Linked DNA regions of Ovis aries: region 2 is linked to region 1. A link is a contact called in public Hi-C data. All regions are on one chromosome and are shown on one strand. Each heading gives the region's core, a stretch centred on a gene start, on an enhancer-like site or on the middle of the called end of the contact. The rest is flanking DNA. Distances are from core to core; before and after follow the strand shown. Region 1 overlaps BFSP1 (beaded filament structural protein 1). Region 2 overlaps MGME1 (mitochondrial genome maintenance exonuclease 1).

Region 1 (7,482 bases), core at 4,876-7,375:
ACAAAAAGAAACTCAAAATGGATTAAAGATCTAAACATAAGACCAGAAACTATAAAACTTCTAGAGGAAAACATAGGCAAAACACTCTCTGACATAAATCACAGCAGGATCCTCTATGACCCACCGCCCAGAATATTGGAAATAAAAGCAAAAATAAACAAATGGGACCTAATTAAAATTAAAAGCTTCTGCACAACAAAGGAAACAAGGTGAAAAGACAGCCTTCAGAATGGGAGAAAATAATAGCAAACAAAGCAACTGGCAAAGAATTAATCTCAAAAATATACAAGCAACTCCTACAGCTCAATTCCAGAAAAATTAAAGACCCAATCAAAAAATGGGCCAAAGAACTAAACAGACATTTCTCCAAAGAAGACATATAGATGGCTAACAAACACATGAAAAGATGCTCAACATCACTCATTATCAGAAAAATGAAAATCAAAACCACAATGAGGTACCATTTCACGCCAGTCAGAATGGCTGCTATCCAAAGTCTACAAGCAATAAATGCTGGAGAGGGTGTGGAAAAAAAGGAACCCTCTTACACTGTTGGTGGGAATGCAAACTAGTACAGCCACTATGGAGAACAGTGTGGAGATTCCTTAAAAAATTAGAAATAGAACTGCCATATGACCCAGCAATCCCACTGCTGGGCATACACACTGAGGAAACCAGAATTGAAAGAGACACCCCAATGTTCATCACAGCACTGTTTATAATAGCCAGGACATGGAAGCAACCTAGATGTCCATCAGCAGATGAATGGATAAGAAAGCTGTGGGTTATATACACAGTGGAATATTACTCAGCCATTAAAAAGAATACATTTGAATCAGTTCTAATGACGTGAATGAAACTGGAGCCTATTATACAGAGTGAAATAAGCCAGAAAGAAAAACACCAATACAGTATACTAACCCGTATATATGGAATTTAGAAAGATGGTAATGATAACCCCATATGCGATACAGCAAAAGAGACACAGATGTATAGAACAGTCTTTCGGACTCTGTGGGAGAGGGCAAGGGTGGCATGATTTGGGAGAATGGCATTGAAACACATATATTATCATATGTGAAACGAATTCCCAGTCCAGGTTCAATGCATGATACAGGGTGCTCGGGGCTGGTGCACTGGGATGACCCAGAGGGATGGGATGGGGAGGGAGGTGGGAGGGTGGTTCAGGATGGGGAACACATGTACACCCATGCTGGATTCATGTCAATGTATGGCAAAACCAATACAATATTGTAAAGTAAAAAAGAAAACCATGGAGGTATAGACAGTTAATGCATGTACATAAAGACGATGGAGATTTACATACTTTATGTGGAGATGAGGTGCAGGCTTAGGTGATAAAGATGTAACTATAACCATAGAAAATGTAGATACAGGTGTATGTAGATACAGATGTAAGTGATATAGATGTGGACACAGATGATCCACAGATGTGGGTGGAAGTAGAGATGCAGATGTAGATGGCGTAGAGGTAAGCGCAGGTGTAAATGTAGGTGGTGCAGGCATCAGCGTAAGTAACAGAAGTGTTGACGATGGTGCAGGCACAGAAACTGCAGATGTGGGGTAGACGCACATGTGGATGATCCAGACAGATGCAGATGGCAGAGTAGGTGTCAGATGTGGATGCAGATGGTGCAGGAGCAGGCGATGCAGAGGCAGGTGTAGGTGTAGATGATACAGGTGTAGGTTAGGTGAAGCGGGTGCAGCTACAGTTGATGTAGAGAACACGGGTGTCGTGTAGATGTCCACATACAGACGCTGTAGACTCAGATGTGGACATAAGTATACATGTAGGTGCAGACACGGTCACATAGACGAACATGGAGGAAACGGAGAGTAGCTGATGCAGGTGTAGATGTGAATGAGGCTGAGACAGAGACACTTGCCAGCAGACGTCACGTCCCAATCCATCGCACAGAGACCAGACAGCCTGCTGGCAGCCACAGTACCAACTGGCCAGGTGCTCAGAGTCACCATGGCAGCAGCAGTGATGACACCAACTGCTCTGAGTGCTGGTCCAGTTCCAGGTACCGTGTAGGCATCTCACCTGTAGCATCTCAATAACCATACCTGGTTGTAAGACATTCCTGTCCCCAGAAGCCTGTGGAGCTGAACGCCACCTTGACATCCAAACACTCCCATGGTCATATTCATCACCTCTCCCCTGCCCCCACCATCACTCACGCCAGAGCCCACGTCTCTGTTGCAAACCCATCCATCCTCTGCCTCCCCCACTGGCATTCCAGCCCCATAAGGTCCTGGATTTGGGGGTCTCTTTCTGGTGGCTCAGACAGTAAATAATCTGCCTGCAATGGGTCGGGAAGATCCCCTGGAAAACAGAATGGCTACCCACTCCAGTATCCTTGCCTGGAGAATCCCATGGACAGAGGAACCTGGCAGGCTATAGTCCAAGGGGGTTCACAAAGAGTCAGACACGACTGAGCTACTAACACTTTCACCTTACTGCCACATTCCCTACAGCCTGGAACTGGCATATGGAAAAACGTGGAACAAGTAAGTGGTTCTGTGCCCATGGGCTCTGCCCACCCTGACCCCACCTGTTGCCTTCATTCTCGATGATGCGATGATACCGGTCCAACTCATTCCTCAGGGTCTGCTGGGCAACCACCAGCTGCCGGCAGTCATAGGATGATCTCTCCAGGCTCCTCTCTGCCTCTTCAATCTCCTTCCGCAGGGTGTCGATCTGCTCGTTGTAAAGCTGAATCTCATCATCATAACACTCGTGGGCGTCTCTGATGGCTTGTTCCAGGGCCGCGGTCTGCGGGCAGAGACACGGTCACGAGAAAACCCAGCCACCCTCTCCCTTCAGACACAGACACAGCAGGGGAGAATCCAGACGGCGTACCCAGTTGTATTTGTTTTGTTGGTTTGTTTCTCCGTCTGCAGAGAATCTTTAAGCCACGGAAGGATGTGACAACTGAACCCCTTCCCCTGATGCTTGCTTGTATCAGCTCTCCCGGAAATCAGCCTGTAGTGGAGCCCCCGAACCAAGGCAGTAGGAGGATGAGAAACTCAGAAAATAAAAACTGCTGTCCCTGGACTAACACGTACAACTCAGAGTACATCATTCGTACTTTACTGAGTTAGCATGAAAAAGTAGTAAAAAGAACATGGACTAAATAGATAAGATGCTATAATAATTAAAGGGGGGGATTTCCTTGATCTTATTCAATTACTACAGCACTTTAATTTTCTCCTGGTTTCTGACCAGTAGAGTTACATATATGTTTTGATAGCTAATATGTGTGTGTTTGTGTACACTGGCACTTATGTAAAATAACTTCAGATAAATGCTATTTATATATTAAAGCAGGACAAGTCAAAATTCAGGTAGGAAAATGAAAAGAGTTTCCTTGTCTTCACTTTTAGAGCTATGACAACCCACAAGCAGCCACAAGCTGCTTACTTATTTACAAGAGAACTTATTTACAAGCTCAGTACAAGCTCACTTTCCCATGGAGAAAAGATCTAACAGGCATGGCCAGTCCTCAAAAGCAAAATAAAACATGTAGACTGAAACCCACTTCATCTGGAAGAGCACCTGTCAAACCTCAACACGCATATGAACCACCCCGAGGATACGGTTTTGCTCAGATTCTGACTCAGTAGCTCCACTGGACTGGAGGGGCTGCGTTTCTAAGTGGCTCCCCCACAATGCCCGTGGCTGTGGCTCTGGTCTCCCGGCCACATTCTTTGAGTCATGGGGAACTAAGCAAGAATCTGAATCTATCCTCACGTATGTGCATCACAGGATGCCTGATACATGCAGCTTAATGAACACACTGGACAACATAGAGGGTGATTATTCCTGAGAGCGGACCCTTCACTCTGTACAGATAAGGTCATGAGAAGCAGAGATGGGCAGGAACTGTCCCAGACTGGAGGAGGCTGAGGAGACAGGACACCTGAATGCAGGCAGGACCCAGGATCAGGCAACCTGTGAACAGGGTAACAGGTAAGATTTCAGGCAAGTCTCTTCCCAGTCTGGTCTGCTCACCAATGTCCTGGTTTCAACCTTGGTGCTTTGCTATTTGGATGTTGACTTTGGGGGAACTGAATGAAGAGTATGGGAAAACTCTGAGCTATTTTTACAGCATCAGAGAAGTCTAAAATTATTTCAAAATAAACAAAGAGAGTTTGGCCAGGTTTCTGTTCCTCATTTAAAACTGCCTCCATTCAGGAAACAATCTAGATGTCCATCAACAGATGAATGGATAAAGAAACTGTGGTACATATACACAATGGAATATTACTCAGCCATAAAAAGGAACGCATTTGAGTCCATTCTAATGAGGTGGGCGAACCTAGAGCCTATTATACAGAGTGAAGTAAGTCAGAAAGAGAAAAACAAACATCATATACTAATGCATATATATGGAATCTAGAAAGATGGTACTGATGAACCTCTTTGCAGGGCAGCAATGGAGATGCAAACGTAGAGAACAGACTTGTGGTCAAGGGGCAGGGAAGAGGGAGAGAGTAGCATGGAAACATATATATTACCATAATATGTAAAGTAGATCACCAGTGGGAATTTGCTGTATGACTCAAAATAGCAATCCACTCCAGTACTCTTGCCTGGAAAATCCCATGGATGGAGGAGCCTGGTAGGCTACAGTCCATGGGGTCCCAAAGAGTCAGACACGACTAAGCGACTTCACTTCAGAGCTCAAACCAGCACGCTGTGACAACCTAGAGGGATGGGATGGGGTAGGAGGGGGCCAGGAGATTCAAGAGGGAGGGGACATATGTGTACCTATGGCTGATTCACGTCGATATTTGGCAGAAACCAACACAATACTATAAATTATCTTTCAATTAAAAATAAATAAATTTTAATAAAACTGTCTCCATTCAAACAGTCTCCTAGGACATCAAACGCCAAGGCACAGCCTCTGACTCCTGGTGTGGCCACACCCTCTTTACCATACCGGCATCCACACACTCCAGAAATGGCTTCCATGAAGGGATTCAAAGGACCCCTCTAGACCTGAATCTCAGAGGCAAGAATCCATCCAGAGTGGGTGAATCCCCACATAAGACTCTCCATTTCCATGGAGCGGTCCTGAGAACAAAGCCTGCAGGTCACAGACCAGTGTGGCTGGGGTCCATCAACCCCAGAGTCGGCTGGGCGGTAGGAGAACATGAGAGCTGGACACACTTTCATCAAAGCTCACCCTTCTACCTTGTGAATAAGAAAGAGCTGTGCCCGCAGCACCCACATGTTAAAGCTCAATAACTGAAACCTCCTCCATCAGAAGGAGGGGTGCTCAGAAAGAAATAATAAAAGCCCCCCTTTTGGTAGTTCAAAGGGGGCTAACGAGATGTCTCTGAGGGGACTGACTTCCATGTGGGCTTCAGACACCATCTAGCACCAGGCTGACAGTAAGAGAAAGAGACCCTCCTTCCTGGAGCCACAGTCCAGGTTGGCCACAGGGTCAAGCACAGGGTGTCACAGAACCCACGAAGAGGTCCAAGGTGCTGGGGAGGTGCAGGGGGCGGGGCATCACAGAAGGCTTCCAGGAGGAGGTAAGGCCAGTCCTGGGCGCTGCAGAAGCAAAGGGCCTTGCAGAGAGAGGCGTGAGAAGCAGAGAGGCGGGCGCCAGGTCTGCAGGGGTGGTCAGGAGAGGAGAGGAGCAGAGGGTTGCCCACTGACAGCCCCGGGTCACTACAAGAACAGCAGTCAAGCTGATACAGGGGGCAGAGGCAGGTGGCAGGTATGGGCCTCGAGGTAGCCTGAACTTCACTGTGAGCCAGGTAACTGGGCATTTCTGCCTGGACCATTTGGATCGACCAGCTGATATTCATCTCCCCACTTGACTGTAGGCAGGAGCCCAGCCAAGCTCTGCTTGGTGTTCCTGGACCTCACATGGGGCTCGCCAGAAACATCTGAGTGAAAGACAAGTGTTCTAGCACAGTTGTGGGGCCTGCCTTAGCACACACGGTCCTCAGGGATCCTGAGCTACGCCTCACGTGAGCCCCGTCTGGAGGGGTTACCTCTTGCCTCAGTCCTCTCAGGCCCCTGGACTCCTTTGGGTCCAAGGTCATTTCAAAAAGGAAAGAGAAACCATGTCCTTCCCAGATTACATGCCATCTTACCAAAACCTGCCACCAGATGGTGCTAAGGGGCTTTCACAAAAAATGACGTCTGGGCAACACACTCGCAAAAATCTGCATGTTTTCACTTCCTGTCACAAAAACTCATCTGACACAACTTAGAGAATTTAGAGAGCCTGTCCTTTCTCGGGCACCTGGAATAAGTACCATCTCATGCATGGCCCACGTGCAGGGGTCTCATGCGTGGTCCACGTTCAAAAGCAGGGGCCCCCAGCTCCAATCGTGGGTGCTGTTGCGGTCAACCTGCAGACCAGTGTTCTCAAAGCTGGCAGAGCCACCTGGGGGGCTTGTTGAAGGAGATGCTGGCCCCTCGCCAGAGTCCCTAATTCCACAGGTCTGGGGCAAGCCTGTGAATGCCCTAACCATAGGAAGAGCCAGCTGCCACAGCCCTGCTGGCCAAAGCCCTCAGGCTGCAAGGAGCGCTGCCCCACACCGTCCCCACCACATCCCCAGTCCCAGCCCTGGCCCCATTGAGGGGCTATGCTGACTGGTCTCCCTGGGAACATACAGCTTAGCTACTCCATCCGAAAGTCATGGCAACATTTCAAAATTAGCAAAAAGCCAGCTGTGAACATCTCATGAATCAGGCTGTGGAGGGCCCAGGCCGGGAACATGAGTGGCCCAGATGTAGAACATCCTGGCCCAGCATGGGACTCTCACCGCCCCCCTCCCCCGCCCAAATTAGTGACCTCCAAGTGCGGTTCCCGGGCTAGCAAGCAGCACCTGAACTTCAGAAAGGCAGGTTCTTGGGCCACAACCCGGACCTACTGAGTCAGAAACTCTGGGGTGGGTCCAGACATGTGTGTGTTTTAATTTGAGCTTATCAGGCAGACTTTTGGCCCCGGTGACCTTTACCCCTTAGCTTCTGCCCAAGACTCTGTGGTGTTAGTTGGCAAAGGGACTTTGCAGATGTAAGCAAGGTTCTTAAGCAGTTGAGCTTAAAAAATAGGGAGATTATTCTAGATTATTCCTGATCACATGAGCCCTCAAGAGCAGAAATCAAAGAGAGCAGATGCATGAGAAAGAGTCAATGTCCCTGAAGATGGAGAGTGGGCAGCATCTGGAATGACTACTGGTAGTAAAGAAACAGGATCCTTGTTCCTACAGGCACACAGAATTCCGCCAACATGACTGGGCTTGTGTGCACTTCTCCAAATGCTTAGTCACACACACAAATGTACACACACACATACGTACATACACACACACACATACACAGACATACAACTTATACACACATATATGCGTACACACGTACACACAAAAATATTCACATATATTATACACACATGTGCACACATACACACACACACACACTCAAAC
Region 2 (6,856 bases), core at 3,375-5,874, 350 kb after region 1:
AAGTTGAATCATGTTTAATGTTCTTAGCTTTACAATCCTAAGGGATCCTGTAACCCAGATCCTCGTGTTTGTTGCCTCGCACCTTACACGTGAAGAGCTCGCCAGGGATAAAGACTGCACTGGAGAATGGGTTGTCTCTTAGCTTGGCTGTTGATAAAGCAGTTTTTTTCCTTCCTGTTTTTAACATGTTTGTGTTCTGCTTCATTAAAGCTAATCTGTAGATGAAAACTACACTTCTTTTCCCTGGGTTTTAATTCCATAAGCCTTAAACATTTGTAGGCCTTTTATGTACTGATAAATCCAGTTAAGCCAGGTAAATTTGGAGTGGAATAACTTAGGTCCTCAGTTGAATTTCACTTCACTTTCTAAGTTGTGTCCCTAAAGCAATTCCATTTTTTGCCAGTAATAGAACTGACCTTTCAAAACCTTTGTAAAAACTAGTTGGCAAAGGTAACATGGTTTGACATTGCCTCATTAGCTGAGATGACTCCCCATTTTCTGTGGGTGTGTCTCCAAGCACATATATTTCCTCCTCTGTTTCTGTGTGTCACTCTACCTGATGGCCCCTGAGTTTTCTTCTTGCTCTTCTGGGTGATGGGCTGGAATGAGCTTGGACTCTGAGGCCAGGCCCATGCAGCTTTTTGCTTTTGGGCAATTTAATAGCCACTGCCTGGGCCTCATTAAAATGGGAGTGAAGAGCCTTATCTTGCCAGGTTGCTGTGTTTGAAAGTTAACAGTTTGAAAGTGCCAAACAGCGCTTAGCATAGCAACACCCTCTGTCTTTCCTTCCTTAATCAAGAGTCAAGTGAATATATAATATATCTCGCACTTGTTGAATATGTTTATGTCCTCTTTTCTTAAAAGTGTGTGAGAGAAAAAAAAAAAAAGAGGACAGAGCCGCTATCTCAGGCTGCTTTCGTCCTAAAAGCAAGCGCAGGTGCAGAATGTCATGTTTTCCTCCCCTCCCCCAAGCCCCACAATGTTAATTCCTGCATGCCTTGATTTTCATGCCTTTCCTGTCACTAAGCCTATTGGTAAAGGATGCCTCCACCAGTGTTCATAAGTCAGATTTGGTTGTAAAAAGAACTATAAACAAGCGCAGTTCTCTAAATGTCTAACAACTATCACAGCTGGTTAACTTACTGGTTACCTACATTAAATGAATTCTAAAATTCACAGTGCTATGTGAATTCACTAGATACGGTCCTGTAGCCCCCCAAATCTTCAATTCTAGCTTTGGCCTAATTCTACTAGAAATGCTTCAGTTTAATCCATTGTATTATCTAAGCTCTTCTAGTCCCTGTTGTTCTCAAAATGCATTCTTAGGCATTCTTAGGAGGCTGAAATATGGTTTCTTAGAGGTTGTCACTTAAAGGAAATTCATGTGATTTTTAATTTCACTGTTCAGAGTCTTACAGAGTATTTGTTCTTTAGTACTAGCTTTGTTTGGGATATTTTGTTGTTGTTGTCCGTTTCCTCTGATTTTCTTTACAGACATGTTTTTACAAGGGAAGCAATTTCATGGAGCCTTGGAAAGCATACTTTCACCCCAGGGGAACTTAAAAGAGAGAGATGAAAGTCTCCTTGAATCTGGCTATGTCCAAAGTGTGCAGCATGTTTTGAAAGACATCAGTGGAGTGCGGGCCCTGGAAAGTGCGGTTAAACATGAGACCTTACAGTATGTGGGTCTTCTGGACTGTGTGGCTGATTATCAGTAAGTATATTTGGTTTTTCACATCAAGTGTGGAGGTGAGAGAATTCTGGGTGGACACACGGTTCCCATCCAGCACTAGTTTTTCCTCTCACCTCCTGCTTCAAGGTAGAGCCTGTGCAAAGTCGCATCAGGTGAGAGCCACATCATCCTTGTCAATCTGTGTGCCCAGGTCAGGGTGTTTGGCGGAGGAAAGGTGTAACTGTCCAGTATGGCTAGGATGGCCTGTTTTCCAGCATGTCCCCCCGCTCCCTACGCTCAGGCAAGGTACCAGCCATAAGATCCAATCTGATTCCTGCATTGTTTTTCCTGTTTTGCTAAAAATGACACCGTGGTCTGTTGGCCCTGAAAATCAACTTTCTTCAAGGCTTCCATGCAGTGTTTGACATGCATAGGAACACTGAGCTCACTAAAACTTCCTGTGATCTTTAAATTGCTGCTGTTACTGTTTTCCCCACTTATTCCAGATTTCGAGTGTAGATATAATCTGCAGATATCCATATTCCCCAAAAAAGCATGTGAGCAATAAAGAGGGTGGGGGCAAAATCTGTTAGTATAACCCATGGAACTCTAGTTAAAAGATACTGGGCTCTGGAGACAAGCTGCCTGAGTTTGGTTTCTGGGTTTTCTTCTTAACTTTGGGCTACTTACTTAGCTTCTCTGTACCTCCATTCGTTCATCTGTAAAATAGGACAAATAATAGTACCTACCTCACAGGTTTGTTACAGAGGTTAAATGTAATCCTGGTACAGTACTTAAAATGCATACTATCTGCTCAGAAAGTGTTAGCTTTGTTATTTTGACCCTCTTCTCTCTTTTTAACTGCTGTTTAGTATGAATGAACTGTATTCACTTCCATATTGGGAGCTCTGGGTTATTTCTAGAGTTTCACAGTTACAAACTGTAGCAGTGACCAGGTCTCCTCGTGTTCTGTCCGGACAGTTTTTTCCGGCAGGTGCACAGGTTCATTGGTTTGTTTTGGTGAGCGACCTATGAGATATGAATAAATCCAGTCGATCTGAAGTAGGCCTGAGCACAAATAATTCTTAAATTCTCCAGGCACTTGTCACTTGCACCCGGCATAGCAAACCATTGCTCTATGGTACAGACCTGAAAGGGAAATTGCGGGGTCACAGGGAACGGGTGTTTTAACACTATGTCTCATCATTCCAGTCTGTTTTTCAAAATTAACTAGGCTAAGCACCTTTTCATTTGTTAAAGAGCTATTTGTGGACTGTCTTACTGCAATTTTAATTTGGGTTTATACTATTAAGATTTTTTTTACATAATATTAAGTTCTATAAGTTATAGCACATTTCTGGTACATGGCAGAAGTTGATACTGTAGGATATTTTGATTTTATCAAGGGAGAGAACTGGGAATGGTAGTCCCCTGGGGATGATGGGACCTCTCTTCGTTTGCAGAGATTGTCAAGCTTTACAGGATGGAAAACAGTTACAAAGATGATGTTATTACCTCCACATCTGTACCATCCGGTAGGGTAGCGGTGGGCCCCATAGGTCGCTAAGCGCTTGACTAGGGCTGGTCCAAACGGACGTGTGCTGTAAATACACAAACTAGATTTCAGTGAGTTCGCACAAAAAAGAATGTAAAATATCTCACTAACAACTTTTTAATGTTAATTATATACTTAAATGATCATATTTTGGATATATTGGGTTAAATAAAATGTTAAGATTTTACCTGTTTCTTTTTGGATGTAGCTACTGGAAAATTTTAAATGGTGTGTATAGCTCACATTTTCTTTCATTTAGTCAGCGCTCCTCTAGCCTGGTTTTATAAATACCTTCAGTTCAGTTCAGTCACTCAGTCGTGTCCAACTTTGTGACCCCATGAATTGCAGCACGCCAGGCCTCCCTGTCCATCACCAACTCTCGGAGTTCACTAAATACCTTGCATAGGTTCTAACTCCAGGGCTATGTTAACAAGGAGATCTCCCTCTGAACAGCTGGTTTTGAACCTGAAGTCAAGGCAGAGCAGTAAGCGCGCTTGAGGGTCACTGGTTCTCAACCCATCTGCCCTGCAGTCCTTTTAACATGGGGTTGGCAAGTGTAAAACCCCACCAGGATGGGGGAGAGGGAGGAAGGTACTGGTTATTTTACTAAAAAAAAAAGAAGTGGCAGGACTTTTTTTCTTTTCCCAAGATCCCTAATAGAAAATAATATATCCCTTCCCTGTGTGTAAACTTCTAGGACAGGAACCAGGTCTTCTCATTTGAATTTATACATATTGCTGCTACTTTTAAGTGTTGATGGACTTGAACTCCAGCTTTGGTTTCTGAGGCGCCATGATGCTTGGTCCCTTACAATGGGGACTTTGCTGCTGGTCTGTTGTGGTTCATTCTGATAGACGTTAGAAGCAAAGCAGATGTAGTTTCAGTTCCCTTGTCAACTATTAAACTGTGGAGGTCCAAAGAGAAGCCTAGAAAGTTTAGAGGCTTGCTCTGGGGAGACTGGGCCCTCGCTGCAGCCCTGTGGTCAACCCCTTCACACCTCATCACTGACCTGAATGAGGGGCTCAACACCTCTTCAGTTCCAAGGAAAGCTCAGGAGGGCTGTCTGCTTGGAACTGGGGGCAATGGAAGCCATAGTCATTGGGTGACAAGCAGCAAACTATAGTAAGAAAAGGGTTAACCTAACAGAGTCTCAGTTTGAGCTGTCACCTTCAAGGGCTTCCTTTGGTTTCTCTCTAGGGGCAAGCTTTGTGTGATTGATTGGAAGACATCAGAGAAGCCAAAGCCTTTCATCCGAAACACATTTGACAACCCACTGCAAGTTGTGGCATATGTCGGTGCTCTGAACCACGACACCAACTACAGCTTTCAGGTCAGGACGCAGAGCCCGGCTTGCTTCAGGCTTTGCCCATGCCAGGCCATAGCGCCTTCAAGTTCTGTCCTGTGTGCGTCCGACTGCTTCCTCTGTTCTGTCCTTCTGCACTTCACAGAGCACTTTCCCCACTTCCTGGGCTTTTTGTTGTTAATAGTTCTTTAATGATCACAGCGGGTTCTTTATGTTCATCTTTCTGTTCTTGTGTATCATCAGCCCGACTTAGAAACTGAGGTGGGAGCTCTCAGTGCTGATTGTTTTGCTCTGGGCTTGCCCTGGAGTGAAAAGGGCGCGAGCTTCTGTCCTGCTGCCGCTGCAAACTCTGAAATCGCCCTGCTCTTTCCTAGGTTCAGTGCGGCTTGATCGTGGTGGCCTACAAAAACGGGTCCCCTGCCCACCCACATTTCATGGACGCTGAGCTCTGCTCCCAGTACTGGGCAAAGTGGCTTCTTCGACTGGAAGAATATACAAAGAAGGAAAAGAGCCAGAATATCCAGAAACTAGATTAGGGGCAGGAAGCCTCATGGGAACAGGAAGTGCTTGATCACAGTTGGGAAGTTGTGTCGCTGTTTGCTGTGATCTGAGATCAGGTGCCATAGGGTCTGAGAGCTACATCAACACAGGCGCAACCAGTAACTTGTTGGAATTATTGCAACTAAAAAGATGAAGCCAGAAAAGTTAAATTCAAAGAATTGGACTCGTGCCCATAAAAGACCAGCTCTGCTACCTCTGGCTGGCATTTTCCTGGATAAGGGGCAGACAGCACTGGACTGGCACAGTGTTGGTGACTCTCAGACCTTCTGTGTCCAGGGCAGGACATTCAGTCTTCGCACTGAGACATTCAGGGTGGTGAGGTTTGGTGTGCCAAGTGCTTTCCTGAGGCACACAGTGGGGATGGGGCCACACACCCCCAGGGTGTGTGTGCAGTGAGAATTCCTATCAGCTAACTGCTTCTGCCAGTGGAGGTTCCTAAATCATGCCTTAGGTTTTGGGGTTCCCTGTATTTCATATGAGGAAGAAAGCATCCATTTACCATTTTTAAAGAATAAACATGTGATCTCTTAGCCTCCAGTAAACATTGCTCTCCCGAAAGATGGTGCACACTCCCCCTATCGTTGCATTGCCCCTTGGCCTTCTTCCAGGTAATTCTCAGAAGTAGCTGGGCCTTCTCTGAGAATCATACTTCTGGGTATTTTGGTAGCTATCTTCTGGTTTCAGTCATGGAACCGTGTACATGGAGAAAATTGTTTATGAAATTTTCCAGCTACGGGGAATAATAATGACATGTTTTGGTTTCTTTTTTTCCGTGATCAGTGATAAAATTGATTAGTAGTCACTGGGTTTGGGAAACCTAAATAAACGCCCACTACCACCCTGAGGGATGGCTCCCTGTGTCATGGAGAAGGTTAGCACTTAAGTTACAGTTGCTATCTTAAAATAGTAGGTGCTACAATCACTTTTTGCTTTCATTAGCCATTAATTATAAGAAATAAAAGATGAAGTAAAGGCTTTTGGTTTTGCTTTTTATTTAAATATGTGCATTTACAGGGTGATTTCACAAACCTGGAATTGTTTAGATTTTGTTTGTAAATTCAGAATCTTAACCCATCTTAATCTTGACCCAGTAGCTTTGGGATGTGTTATATGTATATGCACACACGGTCACCTCACAGGGAACGTGAGCTTTGAGTGGGGCGGAGGATTGAGGGAGACTTTGTGATGACCCTCCACACCTCTCATGCTTTTCAAGCGGCCTAGTGAGTGAATGAGTGAAAATTGCTCAGTCGTGTCCAGCTCTGCAACCCCATGGACTGTAGAATCCATGGAATTCTCCAGGCCAGAATACTGGAGTGGGTAGCCTTTCCCTTCACCAGGGGATCTTCCCCATGCAGGGATCAAACCCAGGTCTCCCACATTGCAGACAGATTCTTTACCAGCTGAGCCACAAAGGAAGCCTCTCAAGCAGCCTATATTCCTGTAATTTCCAAAGTCAGGAATCACGTGAGACTATTCCGAGTGTCCCAGCTGGTGTGGCCCCAGCCCCACCAAGCACCACCCTGGAGTTCAGAAGCCCAGATCCAGCAAGTTCTCTCTGGTGAAGATAGTCACACCCTGGACCTGTCGTTCTGCACCCTGCGCTAGTTCAGTTCAGTCCCAAGCTAGTTCAGTTCAATCATTCAGCCATGTCTGAGTCTTTGTGACCCCATGGACTGTAGCATGCCAGGCCTCCCTGTCCATCACCAACTCTGGGAATTTACTCAAGCTCATGTCCATTGGGTCGGTGATGCCATTCAACCAT

What was found. A called contact is a pair of places that touch in the nucleus more often than the background predicts.
Region 2: a contact with region 1 is called in a Hi-C map of liver, with 4 times the contacts expected there. The contact joins two enhancer-like sites. A contact is called at or near these places in 11 of 16 Hi-C or Micro-C datasets (blood, hypothalamus, liver and 6 more).

What each region holds. Positions count from the first base shown.
Region 1 is chr13:37,483,681-37,491,162 of ARS-UI_Ramb_v3.0, forward strand. It overlaps BFSP1 (beaded filament structural protein 1), which reads right to left. Exons shown (of 8, transcript XM_027976717.3): 6 at 2,580-2,800. Among named protein-coding and RNA genes, the nearest start is that of BFSP1, 26 kb to the right of the region's middle. Within about 2 kb of position 6,126, at least 14 of the 54 cell types and tissues checked have an H3K27ac peak or open chromatin away from gene starts, as enhancers often do. A contact at or near this core is called in liver, where this site is marked.
Region 2 is chr13:37,835,972-37,842,827 of ARS-UI_Ramb_v3.0, forward strand. MGME1 (mitochondrial genome maintenance exonuclease 1) reads left to right here. Exons shown (of 5, transcript XM_004014287.5): 3 at 1,495-1,714; 4 at 4,425-4,557; 5 at 4,905-6,066. The coding sequence ends at 5,066. Among named protein-coding and RNA genes, the nearest start is that of SNX5, 8.0 kb to the left of the region's middle. Within about 2 kb of position 4,625, at least 8 of the 54 cell types and tissues checked have an H3K27ac peak or open chromatin away from gene starts, as enhancers often do. A contact at or near this core is called in liver, where this site is marked.